Regions from separate parts of the Capra hircus genome. Here region 1 is linked to region 2. A link is a contact called in public Hi-C data. All regions are on one chromosome and are shown on one strand. The core of a region is the stretch at or near the end of the contact, and the rest is flanking DNA. Distances in the headings are between cores, read along the strand shown.

What was found. A called contact is a pair of places that touch in the nucleus more often than the background predicts.
Region 1: a contact with region 2 is called in a Hi-C map of liver, with 3 times the contacts expected there. The contact joins two enhancer-like sites. A contact is called at or near these places in 2 of 5 Hi-C or Micro-C datasets (blood and liver).

What each region holds. Positions count from the first base shown.
Region 1 is chr17:26,535,846-26,540,919 of ARS1.2, forward strand. The region is part of intron 2 of FBRSL1 (fibrosin-1-like protein); the gene reads left to right. Among named protein-coding and RNA genes, the nearest start is that of FBRSL1, 29 kb to the left of the region's middle. Within about 2 kb of position 2,761, at least 5 of the 5 cell types and tissues checked have an H3K27ac peak or open chromatin away from gene starts, as enhancers often do.
Region 2 is chr17:26,469,135-26,473,844 of ARS1.2, forward strand. No RefSeq gene overlaps it. Among named protein-coding and RNA genes, the nearest start is that of FBRSL1, 38 kb to the right of the region's middle. Within about 2 kb of position 1,572, at least 4 of the 5 cell types and tissues checked have an H3K27ac peak or open chromatin away from gene starts, as enhancers often do.

The DNA.
Region 1 (5,074 bases), core at 1,511-4,010, 68 kb after region 2:
ACTGGCTTGACCGAGGGGGCAGGACCTGGTGCACCGCCCCTGCCCCTCAGCCAGAGGGCCCACACTCAGGCACAGCCAGGGTGTCGTGTCACTCACGTGGCACTTGCTCACGTGCCGCTCGTGTCCCCAGAGCCTGCTGGCCGTGTGTCTCCTTGGGTTGTGGGCTCAGCTCAGCCAGCGTCCTCTGTACAATCTGTTGTGCGTCTCCATGCTTCACTCACTCAGCTGTCCACCCGGCCGAATCCCGGGGGAAGGATGTGGAACAGTGGGAGCGGAGGGCCAGCCTCCGAGGGCAGCAGCTTGCTTCCTGACCCTGTGCTGGCTGTGGGACCCTTCCTCATTGTGCCAGGCCCCTGCCAGGTAGTGGGGACAAAGGACAGCCCCTGCCTACTGGGCACTTGCCGTCCAGTGACCCTGCTTCACTCAGGGACACCTGGGGCCATGGGAGCCTGAGGGGCCTCACCCGGCCTGATTGTCGCGGGAGTGGAAGGAGCATCGGAAAGGACTCCTGAGAGAAGCGGGGCCATGCCCAGAGCCAGGGTCTCCTTACAGTGGACTGCATCCTTTTGGAGCCTCCACCGGACTCACAGCCCTGAGAACCCTCCCTCTCGCCCTCTGGTCACATGGCGGCTGCAGTACCACACTTCACCAGCAGGTGCTGCTGTCGGTCGGGGGACGCTGGTCTGCAGTGCTGCGCTTGGGGTACCATGGTCTACACTGACCTGGAGCGGTGCGCTGCGAGCAGGCAAAGGAGAGGCCGGGCAGGTGGCTTCGTTGGGTGGGGAGGGGGGCCCTGGCCTTCCTTGCACACCCCAGCATCTCACCTGCCCACCAGCCCCCTCATGAGTGTGTTTGCATGGTTTGCGTAAGGGTTCCCCTCCCTGGCCCAGCCGTGCTGTGTGGCTCTCTTACGAAACCCAGGTTCCATGCAGAGCTGGAGGCAGAGCCCAGGCCTGGGGCTCAGAGGGTGGGGCTCTGAACAGAATAACGTACAGGCTGTCCTCACGGCTATCATGTGCTGGGGGAGAGAGGTGGCATGTGTGAGGTGGGGCGGGGGTGCAGGTTCAGTGGGGTCATGAGGCCCTGCTGAGCATCAGGGAATGTTGGTGGACAGAGCAAGGGGCTTCCTGGTCAGAGCCTCATTTATACCCCTGGGGCATTGAGGTACCAGGGTGACAGAGGGGCCAGGGGCCGGGGCACCCAAAGGGGAAGGGAGCCCCCATCCCCAGGACAGGCAGGGCCTCAGGCCCTGCTTCAGTCAGGGCTTCGGGTAGACAGAACAGTCTCTCACTTTGGAGCCTGTAGAACACACCGGACGCCAGGATCAGCTGCAATGAGCAGGGACCAGAGTGGGGGTGAGAAGACCAACACGGTTCTCATTGATAAACACAGCTCATCCTCCCAGTCCAGCTGGCAGGGGCCCAGTCAGGGCCATGTGACCTGTGACTGCCCACTCACCCTGGGGGTGTGCTCAGGAGACACCAGGGGGGCCCAGGAAGGTCTCTGAGACCCAGACCCATAATGTTTGATCTCTGAGGAGGCCCAGTGGTTTTAAAGTGCCCCAGTGGGGGCATTATTTGTTCAGAAGTCCCTGAAATAAGATTGGGGTGAAGGGGGAGGGGTCTCTGCCACAGGCCTGGATTGCCGTGTGGCCCCAGGGCTGGGATGCCAGGCATGTGCACATGCGTGTGTGTGTGTGTGTGTGTGTGTGAGTGAGTGGACATGGAATAGGGTGCCTTGGCCGTCAGGAGCCTGTGCTCGGTTTCTGTAAGGGCGTCGTGAGGGCAGTCTCCTGACTCCCTTCTCACTGGGACGGTGGGCTGGCTCACTGAGGGCTGAGGGGTGGGTGCTGATGCTTAGTGGGTACCTGACCCTCACCTCACCCACCAGGTCATGTTCTCCTGCTGGTTTGAAGGAGACTGTGAGTGGCCTCAGCCACAGCCCCCTTCTCAGGGTTCCCCAGGGTCTGCAGCCAGGCCATCCTCACCCCTTCCCCTCCCAGGCCTGTAGATGTGGAGGCTAAGTGGGCCTTTCCTCATCCCGGAGGCCAGTGCTGACTAGCTGTGGGCCAGAGGGCACCTCCCACCCCTGAGCTGGGCTGGTGTTGGGGCGGAGGTGGGCGAGGCATAGGGCAGAGCCCAGAGCTCCTGAGAAGGTGTGTGTGTGCTCGTGTGCATTCCTGAGAGCTCCATGGGATGACACTTGTCTGAGGGTGAAGCCGTCTGGTGGGGCATGATCTCCTGCAGGGGCCGCTGCGTATCGCTGTTCAGGTTGTGCACTGCACAGCTCTGGGGCCGCCACTCCCACTCTCGCCATGGATGGATGGCATGTGCATCTGCAGGTGTGCACCAGTTGAGCATGCTGCGCAGGGCGCCTCTGCTCCTTCTGCGCGGCAGGGCTCTAAGGATGGGGGGAGCCTCTGCGTGCTGCCTCAGGCGTGGAAGGAGGGGAACGCACAGGTCATCAGGCAGGAGTCGGGGGCAGGCAGGCGCTGTGTTGGGATGTGGGCAGAAGAGGCCTTGCTGAGTGCCTGCGGGGCCTCCAGGACTCTTGGTGCTCCTTTGTTTCTGTGTCCTGGTGAGAGCTGGTTTGTGAAGGGTCAGGCGTCCCAGTGAGTCTTCTCGCTGCTGGAGTGAGGGATTCTGGGCCCCTGAGTCAGCCCTGGGGTATCTCAGGAGTTTCCTGTCCCCCATAGAGGGAAGGCACCTGGGGACACTGCCAGGTCCCACCCCTTGGACCCCTTCCCAGCCACGCCTCCTGGACTGACTGCCACTGCGCACACCCTGTGGGTCTGAGCGTCAAGTGGAACCACATGCTGCCTGTTTGTGGCTCAGGGCACTTGGCAGCCCGCCTGGGAGGCAACACTTCCTCCCGGAATTGCTGCAGAACCTGGTTAGGGAGTTGCCTTGCCCAGGAAGGGTCACAGGAAGGGGTTCCCTGTCACTACCAGAAAGCCTAGGGCCCCAAGTGCTCCCGGGGTGCCTCAGTCTGAGGGTGGTGTCCCTCACCTTGCTGCTCCAATGGCAGTGCCCCAGCCATGCTGATCTAAGGGGAGGTCCTCTACCTGCCCTTCTGAGGGCTGTGTCCTGACCCTGCCTGCTGGAGAGCTGGCCCCTGTTTCCATATTTCCACCAGTCTCAAGGGGAGTCCTGCCCCCGCCAGTTTTGTGGTATGCCACCTTGCACGAGCCAGTTGTTACATGTTCAGGAATTTTGCACAACTTGCAGAAACTGTCGGTGCTCATTAGGGCTCTCCTCTTCCCCAGGGAGCCTCGTTGCTCTGGCAGTGCCATCCCCCCACCCTTCCCAATGGCCTCATGAGCTGCCTCATCACCTTTCAGAAGTGTCGCCTTCTCAGTGAGGCCCCTCCCTGGCGACCCCTTCTTTGCTCTTCTCTGCTGTTGTCCTTCCAGAACACCTGTGGCCATCTGCCGGCCACATGCTCCATGTGCTGGCCTCTTTGTAGGCTTCGGGAGGGTGGGGACTTGGGTCTGTTTATGTTCATTGCCCAGAATAGGGCTGGTTCATAGGCAGGCACTCTAAGCCTTGGATGGGTAGGTGGATGATGGGTGGTGAGTGGATGGGAAGATGGATAGGTGGATGGATGGATGAATGGATGGATGGTGGGCAGATGGGTGGTTAAGTGGACAAGTAGATGGGTAGAAGGGTGGATGGATGGATAAAGGATGAACGGGTGGATAAAGGATGGATGGACGGATAAAGGATGGTTGGGTGGGCATAGGGATAGACCACAAGGCCCAGGGGTGGGCCCAGGCATGGGCTCCTAGCTGCCCTTCTGGGACAGTCAGGGCCCAGATCAGAATCTGATCTCTCCAGCTAAAAATGGAGGCATGGCATCCCTGGCCTTCTGCCATAGCTGGCTAGCAGCATTTCTGAGCCACTAGGAAGCAGGTGGGGCTGTAGGACAGCCAGAGTCCAGCTTGGGGCTGGCCAAGGAAGAGAAGGTGACCAGCCATCCCAGTGCGTCCAGGGTTGGGATGGTTCCCAGGGCACAGTACTGAGTTTTATGGGATTTTCTGGGAAACGCGGCTTTCAAAGCTAAAACCCGCTGCCTGAGGAGGATGACAGACCCCAGCCTGTCCTTCCCCTGTGGGCCATCGTGAGGAATCCTCTCTGGGGTCCAGCTTAGAGAGACCACTTGTGTGACTGGATGAAGTGGAGTGTGGCATCCCCCCTTTCAGCTGTGTGGGGGTTATTCTTCAGCCTCCGCTTCCCCTCCCCCTTTGCTGGGTGTCCTTGTACAGTGAGCAGTTTGCACAACTGCGCCAGGCCTGTCCTGTCCTTGCAGTGTCTCTGGGTCCAGCCTTCCTCTTGGGCAGGGACCCTGCTCCAAGCCCACCCTGAAATACCGTTCCCCAGCAGTGAGGGTGGGTTCATGGGGGTGATTACTGAAGGTCAAAGCCAAGAGTCTCAACTAGAGCCTTACCAGGATCCCCCAGAGGACCTGATGACACAGCGAGTCTGTAGTGGGGCCCGGAAGTGCTCATTTGCATTCCTGCCAAGCTCTCAGGTGCTGATGCTGCATGTCCAGGGACCCTACTTTGAAAACCACTGGATGAGGGCATTTATTTTCTTGCAGAGGCTCCTTGCCAGCAAGGCAGTGAGGAAGTTCCCCCGGACCCTATATTCACTCCTTTTGGGGAGACCTGTCATGGAGTCCAGAGGCAAGAAAGACCTGTCTCCAGCTGGTGACAACAGTGACACCTGGTGGCTTAACGATGCTAGAGAGGGTTCAGGCCCACAACAGAACTTCTTACCCCCATAGAGCCTGTGAAGGGCCCTGTCGACACCCCCACTTCACAGATGAGGAAACTGAGGCTCAAGGACAGTCAGAGAGCCAGCACTGGCCCAGGGTCTGCGCATTCACCACTCAGCTATGCAGGATGGAGCTCGTGAGGCCGGGGACCTGTGGGCTCACAATGGGGGTTTCGCCTAGGGTGAGCCTGGGGCCCCTCCGTGGGCCTGCCATAGGATGGGAGGGTAGTCCTGAGGGCTGGGCTTCCCCCTCGCTGTTCCTGCTTCCCCAGAAGGGGGCCCTCCCTTGGGTCCTTGCA
Region 2 (4,710 bases), core at 322-2,821:
TCTCAGGGTACTCATCACTCCCTGAAATTAACTTATAATGAATCTCTTTACCCAGTGACCAACTCCCTCCCCAAGATGGAAGTCCCAGGTTACTGGCCTTGGGTCTGTGTTTTTTTCTGATCTGGTGGGGGGACAGTGGGCAGTGGCTACTGGATGAATGAGTGGATGAATGGGTGAAAGAATTGGGAGGACATGTGGGGTCAGGACTGGAGCAGGTGGAGAGGCAGAGTGGTGTGGTGCCAGAACGGATCAGGAGCCAGCATGCTAGGCATCACCTTGGCAGACCACGAAAGGCAGTCCAGACAAACAGCACTGAGGTCAGGGGCAGTTGAGGCCGCTCACACCTCTTCGAGGACACAAGACCAGTCACCATCTCAGTTTGTCTTGCTGGGCCCCTACCCCACACTAGCTGGATGACCCCTGCACCCTGGCTGAGGATTCTACTCAGGCGCCTGTCGGGGAGGGAGAGAGCTGCTTGGGGAGGCAGGAAGTCCTCCCGGGCTATGGCAGCTTGACGGGGCGGCTTCCAGGACACCAGCTTCCTGGAAGCATCCTCCCGTCAGTGGGACTTTTTCTGTGTTTTAGGGGCAGGGTCTGGGTAAAGAATCCGCCTGCCAGTGCAGCAGGCACAAGAGATACAGGTTCGATCCCTGGGTCGAGAAGATCACCTGGAGAAGGAAATGGCAACTGCTCCATTACTCGTGCCTGGAAAATGCCATGGACGGGGAGGGACGCAGAGTCAGACACAGCTGAGTGACTGAGCATACATGTACTGGGTGCTTCTAGCCCAGAGGTGCCTGCCCTTCTTCAGTCTCCAAACTCTTCCCAATAGCTCCTGAATAATAGTGCCCAGAAGAGGATGGAGCAGAAGGTAAGGGAAGCTGGGAGATGAGGCATCTGGGCCAGGCCAGTTCCTGTGCCCTGTGAGACACTAAGACATGCACCTGAGGGCAGGGCTCTGGGCAGGGACCCCCACTGAGTCTGCATCCTGGGCCGGTTGCAGCCACAGGTGTGTTGGGGCCATCCTGGGCGGGCTGGCATGTCCCTGCGCTCCCGGAAGAGACCACCAGGTGGCAGTGTAGGACATCCGCCTGGGCCGGAAGAGACTGGTGTGGCAGAGTTGGGGAAAACCCCTGTCCGCTTCCTGGGCAAGTGGTCATAAGACGTTAGCAGACCTCCCACACTGGACCTGAGGCTGCAGAAGCCTAAGGTAAGACAAGCTGAAGCGCCTGGACTCCTGGGCCTGGCACCCCCCACACCTGCATTCACCTGAGTGCACACCTGCACACATGTCTGAACACGTCTGTGCACACCTGCACACCCCCCATGCTCTTCTCATTTGGCTGCGGCATCTTTCCTGACAGGCTACCAAAGCTGAGGTCACAGGAGAAAGTGAAGAGGCAGGTTTCAAAAGGCATTGTAAGGCAGGGGAAGAGCCTGGTGTGACCTCAATGGGGGTTGGTAAGGACTGCGCCAAGTCAGACCAGGAGCCCACTTGTAGGGGCGGCCATTCCACACAGCACCAACTGACCATCACCCTGCAGAACTGACCAGCCTGACACATCCGATCCTCCTAGAGAAGCTGCAAGCCTGGCCCTGGGGGTGAAGATTCCATTTTTAGAAACATCCTGCCAGCCAGGCAAAATGTGTCTGTGAGCTGGATGTGGCCTGAGGAGCCCTGGAGTGTGACGTCTGTTTCAGGTGGCATCCGGGTTCCATGTTTGCACTGACCACATCCTGAGCAGAGGGCCAGGCGACGTCATCCCCTGACCAGGCAGCCTGCTGGATGACAATGATGGTGCAGATAAAGGCCTCACCTGTCCTAGGGCCTGGCACACAGTCAGTGCTCAATAAACCATTTCGTGTTTGAGAACATAGGCTCTGGATCTAGAAAGCCTGGGTTTATACCCAGATTATAGGTAGATTGCATCAAAAATGGCCAACTCAGAAGCCTCTGGTGGCTCCGTGGTAAAGAATCTGCCTGCCAGTACAGGAGACACAGGTTTGCTCCCTGATCCAGAAAGAGCCCACACGCCATTGAACAACTAAGTCATGTGCCGCAACTACTGAGCCTGTGCTCTAAATCCCGGAAGCCACAACTACTGAGCACCAGAGTCCTGGATCCTGCGCTCTGCAAAAGAGGAACCACTGCAGTGAGAAGCCCACGCACCGCAACTAGAGCAGCCCCACTTGCTGCAGCTGGAGAAAAGCCCAATAGCAACAAAGACCCAGCACAAGCCAAAAATAAACAAATACATAAAATTATTTTTAGAATGGCCAACCCAATATTTTCTATCCCCCATGTGCTTCCAGAACCTTGCAACCTGCCACGCACCGATGGTGGAGCCTCGTCCCCTCCCTTTGAAACTGGATGGGCCCCTGTGGCTGCCTCAGTGAGGAGAGCGGTCAGAAAGGATGCTTCAGCCTTCTGAGGCTCGGTTGTCAAGAGCCAGAGTCTCCACCTGGTTTTCTGTCTGCGCTCTGGATGCTTGCTCCTGACACCAGCCGCCACTCTGTGAGGAAGCCCAGGCAACATAGCGAGGCCAAACCTGGGAGATGACCTCAGCCCCAGCTCCTGCCAAGTGAGCAGTGACCAGCGGTGCTCAACAAGACTTGCCCAAACGCAGACTCACAAACGCACACACAATAAAAAAATCAGTGCTGTTGTAGTTGTGTGCCGCTAAGTTTAGGTGGTTTGCTACTCAACAGCAGGGAGTTGAAAAGTGTCTGCTCCCTCAGGGACCTTGGACAAGTCACTTAGTACCTCTGTGCACGTTTCCACATCTGTGCGTGTGTGCGTGCTAAGTCACTTCAGCTGTGTCCAACTCTGCAACCCTATGGATCATAGCCCGCCAGGCTCCTCTGTCCATGAGCTCCTCCAGGCAAGAATACTGGGGTCGGTTGCCATGCCCACCTCCAGGTGATCTTCCCGACCCAGGCATCAAACCCGCCTCTCTTACATCTCCTGCATTGGTAGGCAGTGCGAGAGGATAAACTGCCCTTGTTTCCAGTGGCCTGGTTTGTGGTGACATCACAGCAGACAAAGGCTTGAAAGGCTTGTCCCCGCCCCCCTTGGACAAAGGCAGAAAGTCTTCACTGTTACTCGCCAAGCACCCGGATCTGCCCCTGGATTCCAGCTGGGTGAAAATGTTCACTTTAAAGTAATAATAAAATGAAATCCCACTTGCTGCAGGCCCACTGGCTCCTAACGAGATTCCTGGGACGAAACCTTCTAGCGAGCGTCTGCTCCTTGGCGGATAGGGCTGTTCTCGCGAGAGTTGGCATTGAGTGCTGGCACCACGGGCATAGGCGCGGAGGGGAGAAGACCAGTCCCGGCCCGCCCCCGCCCCGGCCCAGGCACACACTGCTGCCGGCCGCTCTCCGCAGCTGCCCTGTGCCGAGCCCAGGTCCCCAGCTGGAAAGCTCAGCCAAGGCGTGGGCACGGCCCTGAGATCCCACATCACCCCCCAGGCTCTGCTTCCTGCGTTGCCTGGTGGAGGGAGGGGATTTGCATTTGCAGCCCAGCAGCCACCACCTGCCTTTCCAGAGCCGGCAGCTCTGAGGCTGTTCACCACTGCGGAGAGATGTTGCCAAGTGGGGCCCGGGGCAGGGCTGGGCTGCAGCTGTTCCAGGCCTTCTCCTCCAAAGCGTGGCCTTCAAGCCTTTGCTTCCTCCCTGCCTTCGGGAGTTTTGCCAAAGACGTTTAAGAGAGGAGCCAGCCTCTCTCCCCACCCCCACCTTCCAGAACAGAAGCAGGGTTGTTCAATCCAAGGGGAGACAAAGACCCCCCAGAAGCCTTGGAGCCAGGCCCTGCTATGTGCCCAGGCTGTGTCCTCCAGCCTGTCTGTGAGCACATGTGCATGCCATGTGGACACACATGTGGACACAGCACATGGGCCCACAGGAGCACACATGCACAAGGAGATACAGGTGTGTCTGCAGGTTCATACATGTCTGCCTCTGCTTATGGACACGGAGGCCCATGAGGCACGTGCATTTGCTACTATTTGCGTATGCAGGGCTGGAGTCAAGCATGTGAGTCTGAGTCCGGGCACCCATGTGTTTGTGAGCGTCTGGAAATATGTGTGGACGTCTATGTCTGAGTTGCAGCTGGGCCCGGGTAGGCGTGAGTGTGTGTGGGTGTATGTATGTGAGGGGGTGTTTGCATGTGCTTGGGTGTGTGTGTGAGAGTGTGTATATCCATGTGTGCTTGTGTGAGAGTGTGTGTTTGAGTGTGTGTGTGTATGTGAGAGTCTTGTGAGTATGTGTGTGCGGGTGTGCTCATGTTTACCTTGGCGGTTTCTACATTTGAAGTATACGTGTGGATTTGCGTGTGTCCTCCTCTCCATACCCATGTGTGTGCTCGTGGGATGTGCAGGATGGAACAGCGTTAACACGAGGGGGTGGGCAGAAGTTGCACCTGCCAGGGGCGGGTCTTCCGAGGTGGGGAGTCTGTCCTGTGTTGCCATCGGAGGGCTGGTGTTGGGAGTGACCTGGACACAGCCTCTCCTCTCCTGCGCTGCCCTCCCAGGACAGGTGTTTCTCCAGTGGGTGCATAGATAGGGGTGGGGAGGTGGTCCCAGAGGCCAGCACCGGGTGAGAGCTCACTGGTCCCCCTGCAGAGGTCCCCCAAGCTCCCAGCATCTGTCTCTCTAGCTCAGGCCCAGGCTAGAGGAGAAGCGAGGTAGGTACAGAGAAAGAGGAAACCGA